Regions from separate parts of the Gossypium raimondii genome. Here region 2 is linked to region 1. The links are chromatin contacts, called in public Hi-C maps. All regions are on one chromosome and are shown on one strand. Each heading gives the region's core, a stretch centred on a gene start, on an enhancer-like site or on the middle of the called end of the contact. The rest is flanking DNA. Distances are from core to core; before and after follow the strand shown. Region 1 overlaps LOC105801526 (auxin transport protein BIG). Region 2 overlaps LOC105801476.

Region 1 (5,632 bases), core at 1,094-3,593:
AGAATAGGAGGGCCTTATTAAGGCTTGGAGCTTTAGGCTTACTGCTTGAAACAGCAAGGCGAGCTTTCGCTGTGGATGCCATGGAGCCAGCTGAAGGCATTCTTTTGATTGTAGAGAGTCTTACATTGGAAGCAAATGAGAGTGACAATATTAGTATCTCACAAAGTGTTCTCACTGTCACTAGTGAGGAAACTGGCACTGGAGACCAAGCCAAGAAAATAGTTCTTATGTTCCTGGAGAGGCTGTGTCATCCTTCAGGGCAAAAGAAATCAAACAAACAACAGAGGAACACCGAGATGGTCGCAAGAATCTTACCCTACTTAACTTATGGTGAACCTGCTGCTATGGAAGCACTTATTCAGCATTTTAACCCATACTTGCAAGACTGGGGAGAATTCGATCGATTGCAGAAACAGCATCAAGACAATCCTAAAGATGAAAGCATTGCTAAGCAAGCAGCCAAGCAGAGGTTCACGGTTGAAAATTTTGTTCTGGTTTCAGAATCTCTAAAAACTAGTTCCTGTGGGGAGAGATTGAAGGATATTATCCTCGAGAAGGGCATTACAGGTGTAGCTGTCAGACATTTGGGTGAGAGTTTTGCAATTGCAGGGCAGGCTGGCTTTAAATCCAGTTCAGAATGGGCATTAGCTTTGAAACTGCCATCCGTCCCACATGTATTGTCAATGCTCAGAGGCTTATCAATGGGGCACTTTGCCACTCAGAGGTGCATTGATGAAGGTGGGATTTTGCCCTTACTCCATGCTTTGGAAGGTGTGTCTGGAGAAAATGAGATTGGGGCAAAGGCAGAAAATTTGCTGGACACTCTATCAGATAAGGAAGGCAAAGGAGATGGATTCTTGGGGGAAAAGGTGTGTAGGTTGCGGCATGCAACTAGAGATGCAATGAGACAGCGAGCTTTAAGGAAAAGGGAAGAGTTGCTTCAGGTACCTTCATAGAGTTTAAATTCCTTGTATATGTGCTTGCATACCTGCTGCGGGAAAGTGAAATTTGCCAATGGTACAATTTTGTAGCTGGTTTTCTTCTTTTTTTACATAGGCTTTTACTTCCATTTCTTTTGTTTTCGAAATTGTAGTTGTGAATAGTTTCAATTGCATGGTTGTATTTCTTTAGCATGGATCTTATTAAGTTTTCTTCTTGTTGCAAGCCTATGTACTTCTAATGATGAAACTTTTGAATGTTAATTAATGGAGCTTGTAGAGGTATAGAACAGGCATTCATATGCCAGTTTTCTCCCTCTCCTCTCCTCTCCTCTCCTCTTTTCATTTATTTGTTTATCTTGGCTAGAAAAGCTGAACTGATTCTTTATATTGTGTTTTCTTTTGGCAACTGTATAGGGACTTGGAATGCGACAAGAGCTAGCTTCAGATGGTGGTGAGCGAATTGTTGTTGCTCGGCCTCTTCTGGAAGGTTTGGAAGATGTGGAGGAGGAGGAAGATGGGCTGGCATGCATGGTGTGTCGAGAAGGCTATAGTTTGAGACCCACTGACTTGCTGGGTGTTTATTCTTATAGCAAGCGAGTAAACCTGGGTGTTGGCACGTCAGGAAGTGCACGTGGAGAGTGTGTTTACACTACCGTTAGTTATTTTAACATTATTCATTTCCAGTGCCATCAAGAGGCTAAAAGAGCAGATGCTGCTCTGAAGAATCCAAAGAAAGAGTGGGAGGGTGCTACTCTCAGGAACAATGAATCACTTTGCAATTCTTTATTTCCTGTGAGAGGTCCGTCAGTTCCACTAGCACAGTATGTCCGGTATGTCGACCAATACTGGGATAACCTCAATGCTCTTGGTCGTGCTGATGGAAGTCGGCTCCGGCTGTTGACTTATGATATTGTTCTGGTATGCTCTTCCATCTAAAGCTTGTTATTAACTTGTGTGTTCTGTTTTTAGATTTTGTGCCTGATATATCTGCATATTTTCTGCGCAGATGCTAGCTCGATTTGCAACAGGGGCATCATTCAGTGCAGAGTGTAGGGGCGGTGGAAGGGAAAGCAACTCCCGCTTTTTGCCTTTCATGATCCAAATGGCTCGTCACCTTCTGGAACAGGGAGGCCCCTCTCAGAGACGTAACATGGCCAAGACAGTAGCAACATACATATCCTCTTCAACATTAGATTCAAAGTCTGCAACCGGTGGAACTCAACCTTTGGGAACAGAGGAAACCGTTCAGTTCATGATGGTAAATTCACTGCTTTCAGAGTCCTACGAGTCATGGTTGCAACATCGACGTGACTTCTTGCAACGTGGAATATATCATGCCTACATGCAGCATACTCATGGCCGGTCAACAGCTAAGATAGAATCAGCAAGTAGCAGCAAAAGTCCCACCTCCACCTCAGAAACTGGTGGTGATGAGCTACTGTCAATTGTTCGACCCATGCTGGTGTATACAGGCTTGATTGAGCAGTTGCAGCAAATATTCAAGGTTAAGAAATCGTCAAGTTTGGCAGCCACCAAAGGCAAATCTGAAGGAACCTCAACCGGAACTGAAGGAGAAGGGTTGGAAGGTTGGGAGGTGGTGATGAAAGAGAGGTTGTTGAATGTGAAGGAAATGATAGGGTTCTCCAAAGAGTTGCTCTCATGGCTCGATGACATGACTTCTGCAAGTGATTTGCAAGAGGCTTTCGACATCATTGGTGCCTTGGGTGATGTTTTATCGGGTGGATTTTCCCGGTGTGAGGATTTTGTGCAAGCTGCTATTGCTGCAGGAAAAATGTGAGTTTCCTTTTGATGCTTGTATTCGGTTACCACTTCAATTTGACTTTTTGGAACTAATAAGTCAAGGTTGCCATGTAAAAGTAAAACTTGCTCTTCTATGATTCTTCAATGCAAAAAACTAAAATTTATTAATTACTCTTTAAATAATTATAATACTACTACTACCAATAAACTACAAGATATGATTGATGGAATATTTTTGCTTTGGTTGGGGACCATAACCATCCATCAAACATCTCTCTTGCTTCTAATCTGGCATTCTCTCTAAAGCTCCTAATCGAGTAGGATAAAATGGTAACAGCAATCCACAGAAGTCTAAACAAAATACCTTGTGTAGAAAGATGTCCAATTCAAATAATAAAACAGGACTCTGGTTTTCTGTTTTTTTTCCCCTTCTCAAGCTCTTGAATTCTTTTCTTTTTTCCATTTTGTCCTTTTCTGGCCTAAAAGAAATTACCTTTAGTTAATATTAATTTTTTTCATGTTCATGCAACATGCAACGTCCCAAATTGGTTGCAAAAAGCCATATATTTCCTCTCTACTTATTCAGTCGTCATACATATTTTAAAACTGTAGATTCAATAGGTTGAGATGCTGATCTCAATCATGATCAATATACCCAAACTAAGAAAAAGAATTATTAAGAACAACCAACTTGATTCCTTTTAACTATGATACAAAACAAAAAAAGCTACTTGAAAATGATTTAATAATCAATTGAGCTCCAAATAAAAATTAACACTACACTAAATAGAAGAAGAAGAAGAAGAAGGAGAAGAGGAAAAATGGAGATGCCTGAAGTGATTCCGGTGTGCTATTATAGAAACCTAGCCAAATTAAACACGTCTTGGTTCAATGACAACCTAGGTAGGAGGTTTTTTGGGTGTAAGAAATTTGGCAGTGAATTTCGAAAACCATGTCGGTTTTTCAGCTGGTTTGACCCACCATTGACGTCCCGTTCACAAATTGTGTTGTTGGGTCTTGTAAAAAAAGTGAGGACATTGGAGAATGCAAGGAGGAGGGAGAGAAAAACTTGATTTTTGGTGCTTGTATTTGTAACTGTGTTGTTTTTTAAACCTTAAAAATCAGCTTATGTTGTTATTGTTAGCATTGAAAACCAGCTTATGTTTTGTAATGTTGTTGCTGGTATATTGTTGCTTATGTTGTTATACATGCTGCTAGTATTTTGTTGCTTATGTTGTTATACATGGCTGCTAGTATACATGGCTAACCAGCTCATGTTGTTGTTTACAAACTTGAAAGACTTGAAATGGGATATAATATGTGGTTGTTGATTACAAATTGTTTTGTAATATTTTTGTTGCTTACAACAATTAGAATGTTTAATCTTCATTTCATTTGTATTTCTCAATACTCATATATCAGAAAAGATAACAAATGGAAAAAAAAATTTATTTCTCAATTCTCACACATTTGTTTTTTCAATACTCATATGTTAGAAGAGAAGAGATAACACAAATTGCATGGATCAATTGTAACACCCCTTACCCGCATTCCTGATCGGAACAGAGTATGAGGTGTTACTAAATTTTTAAAAAAATTTCGACAGCATTTGTGTTTATTTTTGCTTAAACCTCCTGCAAGTTTTCAAACACAATTCAAAATTCCAACCAAGTTCAGTTGTATAAACATACACAATTTAACCATTAATAAACACTACATTTTAAATCGAACCATAACATATATTTACATGGTGACGCCCCATTACATAAGTCGTCTATACATGCCATAATTTCCGGAATACTAGTAGCAAAATATCCAAACGTGGATGATAGTGTAGATGATTGTCTGACTCCGTCCCAATTCCGAGTTGATGGAAATCACTATAATCAAGGGAAAAATAAAAACGAGTAAGCATATAGCTTAGTAAGTAAACATATGACAAATAAATAAATTTCTCACATGACTACACCATAGTATAAATTTATTCATAAATAAATTTCATTGTTTGTGTAATTTCCAGCAAGCTGGTTTTCTGCGTCATGACCACTAATTTATTTTTATCTGGAGCTACAGGGCTCAAAATTGAATTCCGTAAATTTTCCCTGAAACTAGACCCATATATATTTCTATCATAAAATTTTCAGAATTTTTGGTCAAGCAAATTAGTACAGTTTATTCTTTAAATCTTCCCCTGTTTCACTGCCTGACAGTCCTGACCTACCCTTACAAATATTCACATAACTCTCTGTAAAAGTTTCAAAAAATGTTCTCGTTTGTTTCTATGAAAAATAGACTCAAAAATGAATCCAGGAATTTAGATTTCAAGCCATAATTATTTTTTAGAATTTTTGGTGATTTTCCAAAGTTGGAACACCTGTCTCAGTAAAATTCAAATATCTCAAAAAATACAACTCTTTTGCTTGCTATATTTCTTTCATATGAAAATAGACTCATTCAGATTCAATTTCATATATTATTTAACCTCTAATTCATTTTCCACCATTTATGGTGATTTTTTATAGTTGCCCAACTGCTGCCATTCAAAACAGTTTTGCATTCAAATTGTCTCTTTTTGTATTTTTGATTTTCCTCCCATCTTATACATGGGTTGATTAAGTATCAAACCCAATATTCCTTCTATATATGGGTTGATTAAGTATCAAACCCAATATTCCTTCCATAAACTTGTCCACCACATATATGAATATTCACCTTCCCAATTTACTCGTTGAACACTCGAAATGTTAACCGTTATCGGTGAGTTTCGCACTTAGCAACCACCAATGAATCGGGGAATCAGCACACAGCAACCCCTTGGGGGAATCAGCACTTAGCAACCCCCTTCACATTTCAGATGCGGTGGAATCAGCACTTAGCAACCACCAATGAATAGGGGAATTAGCACTTAGCAACCCCTCGGGGGAATCAGC
Region 2 (5,517 bases), core at 1,935-4,434, 110 kb after region 1:
TGAACCTTTGAGTTGATCTTCAATTACACTCTGTACTTAAAATACATATTTTATGATTAGTCATAATTCCAAAATAATGGAAATATTCAAATCCCAATTTATATTTTTCTTTTCTTTTAAATGAATTGAAAATTAAATCAATGAGATTTTTATCCGGCGGTTCAAGTAAATAAATTATTAAAATTTTTAAAAAAATTATAAAAGCCAGCTCAATTGGTTTTTTGTCTCAGTTCGTTTTATCTCATCAGATTCGTCCCTGACAAAATTTTATTTTAAAAGGCACGTGTGAATACATCAACTTTTTATATCCCATTATTAGTGAATAAAATGATTAAAAATAAATGTGAATAATAAAATAATAATAATACATTGGTCAAACTTAATCTCCCATTAAGAAAAGAAATCCAAAAAATGACTCATGCACCAAGAAATTCCATATTGGATCCCTAGAAGCAGCAAATAAGAAAATGGGGTTTGAGTTGAGGAAATAGAGGTGGGGAGTGATCCAAGGGGAGAAAAATGGCATAATGTGGGGGGTGATCCAAGAAATCACCCACTTTCCACTCAAGTGTCATATAGCTACTAAATATTTGATTTTGCACCACTTACCTAAATAAGTGTGGCAGTTCTATCCCCTTAATGTACCTTTCTCTCCCCACACTAAACCCATTTATATATTCCATGCCAATAAAGCGCCCTATTTTTCTATAAACTTTCAAACTTCTCATCAATATCCAACCACCCATAAATTAAAATTAATATGCAAATAAGAGATGGTTGCTATTCCTATTTTATAATTTAAATGACTTGACTTGGAATTTGACTTAGGGTCCAACCTTATATAATAAAATTCTATAGGAATCCTAAGAGGATGAATCGACTTCTTCTCTATTTCTACACCAGAATCTCCTCCATCTCTAATCTCTCATTCTTTTTCAAGGTTTAATGATGGAAAAGATAAAGATGATTGTTTCATAGTTAGCAGCCCAATGAATTCTTAAATGGTAGGGTTTTTTCTGGTCAATCACCAAAAATAAGAACCTAACATAAAGTATTTAATATATTTTTTAATAGTTCATAATCTCACCAACTCTTTATTAAATAAACTCATATGAAAATGGAAATTATATATCAAAATCCTTTTCAAATCCCATCAATTTATTAATAATATTAATGTGGGTTGAATTAATATTTAGGGTGGCTTTGGATGGGCGATTAACTTACTTTTTGTCTCACGCTACAGTATCTAATCTCACCGCCACCACTCTTTTTACATTAATTGCATGTAATGCACTACCCATCCAAAACCACCCTTAGTAGACTTAAATATAAGAATTAAATTGTAAATTTAGTTATTAAATTTTGTTTTCATTGATATTTTATATTTTTAAATTATGAGTAAATTTGTCATTCAATTTTTATGTGATTGAATTTTACCACTAAAATTTGAATTTTATTAAATTTTGCTACCAACTTTGATTTTTAAATTAAAATTTATCATTTAAAATTCATTTTGATGATTTGAAAAGGTAAGAAAAATTATTTCAAATATTTTATTTTAATAGTAATAATAATTTAACTTATAAATATTAAAAATAATAAAGTAAATTAGAATATCTATTTAATAAAATAAAAACTTCGACAATAAAAATACATATATCATAAAAGAAAAGAATGAAGTTTATTTTTATAAATAACCATTTTATTTAAATTTAAGATTCTATTAGTTAACTTATTATTGTTAAATATTAAAGTAAACTTATTAAATTTTTCTTCAAATTAATAAAATTAAAATTGAATAGCAAAATTTAATAATAAAAATTAACTCTAGTCACAAAATTCAATCAAATAAAAGAAAAATCACAAAATTTAATATAGAGTTAAAAGTATAGTGGTAAATTTATCTCTAATTCATAAGAACAATGGCAAATATCAATGAAAATAAAGTATAGCGTAAATTTGACAAATTTACATATTAACCTTAAATATAATAACTTTTAAACACGAATACAATCTATAATTAGATATAACTAATTAAAATAATAATGATATTTAAGATTGTGTCATGTGATGCTTATTAGTCTTATCTTAAACCCTCGAAAGTGCCCCATCGAAACTTTTATTATGTTATTTTTCTACCATTGTAGCAATTTCTGCATAACTATTTATTTAGCCCTTCAATTTTATAAAAAGAAAGAAAGTTGTTTTAGCTCTTTATTTAATTTTTATTTTTAATCTTTAAACTTGTATTTTGTCAAATCAATCTAAAATGAATGGAAAAGTTAACGTTTTTGACTTTACAAATATTACATACATTTGGATTTTCACGTGGATAGATAACACATCAAGTTTTAATTAATTTTTTAAAATCTAAAAAATTCAAAAAATTATTTTTAAAAATTAATATCCATTAAAATTATTAAAGATTATAAAAATATTTTTTTAAAATTTTAAGAAATTAATTAAATGTTGACATGTCATCTACGTGCAATCCACATGTGTGTCACGTCAGCAAAATTAACAAGAGTTAACTTTTCCATCTATTTTAACGTGATTTGGTAAAAGATATAATTTTAAGAACTAAAAAAGATGAAAAATTAAATAAAAAAGATAAAGATAATTTTTTATAATGTTAAAAGGACAAGTCATTAGTAATTTGTAATCCTAAAAATCCGAGCAGTTTGGGTAAAATATAGAAGAAGAGAAGGTAAGACGGGGTAAGTACAGAATTTAGTTCTCACTCGCTTTTCCTCGTTTTTCTCAATACTAACTTTGTAATTATGATTAGGTAAAATGATTTTTATGCGAAAACATTCTTAACCCAAAGCTGCATCTCTTCGTTTTAGGAAGGTAATTTTTTCAGAATTGGAGTGCAGTGCAGGGATATCTCTATTTTTAATAGATAACCAAGTTCTTGAAATTTTGGACTTAGGTGGGCTTCGAGGTCAGGGTTCGGTTTTTATAATTAAGAATGTATAAGATATATTCCAAATCTGTCAATATATATATATATATTTGTAATTTTTAGTTACAATTTGTTGATCTTAGTTTTAGAAATTAATATAACATAGAACATGATGAAAAAGTAAATGGGAGCAAAATTGGAGATATGGGGATTAGAGTGAAGAAAAGAGCATGAGCTACGCTGTGTTACCAAATGTTCACATCATCATAATGACTATGCGGCCATTTAGTGTTGGAAGTCGGGAATCTAAATTTCCAGCTCATGCAACTCCAAACAGACAAAGCAAGGTAGCTTTTGAAGGACAATGCTCATTCAATTCATAACTTCTACCGCAAATAACTCCTCACCCAACACCTGCTTGCTTATCAAATCATTCACATGCTCGAGGGAATAATTTATAATATGAAATATAATCACTAAATTCAACTCTGAATACTAAATGCCAAAAGGTCTTGCACCAAAATTCAATACAATAATTTTTTATTTATTCATTTAATGTTCAAAATTCACAACTTTCTTAATAGTAAATATTAATTTTTTTTACTTTTTTTATATAAGCACACTTGTATACATATATAACTCATTTGCGTATAATACGTACTTTATTTAAAAATAAAATAAACTATAAATGTATATAAAATTTTTTAAAAAAATCAATAAACCCACAACTATTGGCTATTTATATAGATATACCAGTATCATAACAAATTTGGGTATTTATATTAATATATCAATATCATTAGAAAATTGGCAAGTCTGAAAGAAGGTAGTTTGGTGAGGCTGGCAGGAGATGATGGAGAATAATGAGCCATGGTTATTCAGGGCAGAATTTCAACTACAAACGCATATCAGAACTTTCTATTGGACAACGTTGGCACATGCTACATCTTTCTGTACATACATTAAACTTATACTACTTTTACGTGATTTTCTCTCCTTTCTTTTGTACCAACTGTCGCTCCAATTTCGGTTCTTTGCTACTCATTTTCCCTATAAAGAGTTCCCACCAATGACTCAAGCTTCTTCCATGGACATCAAAATTCATCCCGTTCAAGTCAACAGAATCCCACATGCAGAGGTGCTGGGTAATGCCAACCATAATTTCAATGCCATGAATGACTCAAGCAACAATGTTGCACCTCCAACTCGAACATTATAGGACAAGCATGAGAGTCAGTACCCATATCGATCATTCAACGTTGTTCTCCCATCACCGGATTGCCCTGCAAGGAACATAAAAATATTATTAAAATGACACTGCAATTTTTATGAATGGAATTAAGTTGCAATCCATTCATTACTGCCCATTATGGATGCTACCCAAATTTCCGATTCATTGACACTAAGCAAAGTACCTTCAGGAGGAACCCACGTTTCGTACTCTGGATCTGGATTGCTATCAAGAAATGAAGGCTTTTCAGGACCAAGCACTCGTTTTGGCTTTTTCTCTTTCTTCTTAGATTGATTTCTGGCCGACATATCAGGGGTTTCATTCAATTCCTCTTCGTCTGCATGGTACCCTCTAGTGTGCTTCAGCAACAGTGCCACAGCATTCTGTGCAATTTCTTCAGCTCCCGTAGAGGGTGTCGTAGATTGATCAGAGGGTTTATCACCAGCTTCAGGCTTCTCAACCTGTTTCTGTGTTCTTATAATCAGACCGGAGGCAGTAGCTTCAATTCCTGATGGCTCTTTAACCTGTGGATTGTCAGCACTCCCAAGTACTTTCTTCCTATCTTTATAGTCAACAAAGTCGTCAACTTTATGTGTATCTACTACTATTACTTGATTTGACTCTTTAATCTCCTTGTTCTCAACAGCACCAAGCCATTGGGGCTTTGCAACGGTATAGATAGCCTTTTCCCCCTCGGATGTATCACTAACAACATTCTCTTCTGGTTTCTTTCTTGATTCCATAGAGACATCTGCAACTCCCTCTTTCTGCACAGGAGAATTTGCTGGTTCTGTAGCTGAACTGATTTTTTTGGGTTCCTTTGCAATCTGCTTCCGGACAGCAGCCGCAGGAGGTCTAGGTCTGTCAGGTGCTGGTACTTGTGCCTTCATATCCCTTTTCTTAGCAGCTTCCCCCGTTGGATCAGCAATCTTCAACAGGTAGAAGATCCGATCCAACTCGGACTGAAGGGCAGAGAGTTCCTTCTCAATTTGCACTGTCCTATCAAGCACTGATAAAGAATGATAGGAATCAGCCACATCTGCCACTTACATTTCACTATTTACTACTTGCTGTTTTAGATGGCTAAGAAAGTAAAAGCAAATAGACAAAAGGATGACCAAATCTAAAAAAGAGCAAAAAGCTCAAATGTAACAAAATTTCACGCTACGTAGAGGTGTGAATTCTTCCTTTTTATATTATCCATAGAACTTTGATGTTTATTAATTGGTGGAAAATATTTTAGCTTTTGTAGCCTAAGGCTTCCTTTTATATTTTGCTTTCAAAGGAAAAAGGAAGTAGCAAAAGGTTGCAATTAACACAAGCCTAAGAAAAAGAAAAGAAAGGACTATGCATTTAACTATTTCCATCGTCAGCATTCTGC

The links. Hi-C and Micro-C count contacts between places; a contact is called where the count stands out from the background.
Region 2: a Hi-C map of leaf shows a contact between it and region 1, with 2.9 times the contacts expected there. The contact joins two enhancer-like sites. A contact is called at or near these places in 2 of 2 Hi-C or Micro-C datasets (both in leaf).

The regions. Positions count from the first base shown.
Region 1 is chr7:11,428,823-11,434,454 of ASM2569854v1, forward strand. LOC105801526 (auxin transport protein BIG) reads left to right here. Exons shown (of 14, transcript XM_012632794.2): 12 at 1-944; 13 at 1,356-1,859; 14 at 1,948-2,870. The coding sequence ends at 2,739. It overlaps LOC128042390 (a long non-coding RNA gene), which reads right to left. Exons shown (of 3, transcript XR_008197721.1): 3 at 4,415-4,582. Among protein-coding and RNA genes, the nearest start is that of LOC128042390, 3.7 kb to the right of the region's middle. Within about 2 kb of position 2,344, the one cell type or tissue checked has open chromatin away from gene starts, as enhancers often do. A contact at or near this core is called in leaf, where this site is marked.
Region 2 is chr7:11,540,682-11,546,198 of ASM2569854v1, forward strand. It overlaps LOC105801476, which reads right to left. Exons shown (of 12, transcript XM_012632766.2): 11 at 4,321-5,145; 12 at 3,664-4,188. The coding sequence ends at 4,139. LOC105801503 (hypothetical protein) reads left to right here. Exons shown (of 8, transcript XM_012632784.2): 8 at 1-101. The coding sequence ends at 16. Among protein-coding and RNA genes, the nearest start is that of LOC105801503, 6.8 kb to the left of the region's middle. Within about 2 kb of position 3,185, the one cell type or tissue checked has open chromatin away from gene starts, as enhancers often do. A contact at or near this core is called in leaf, where this site is marked.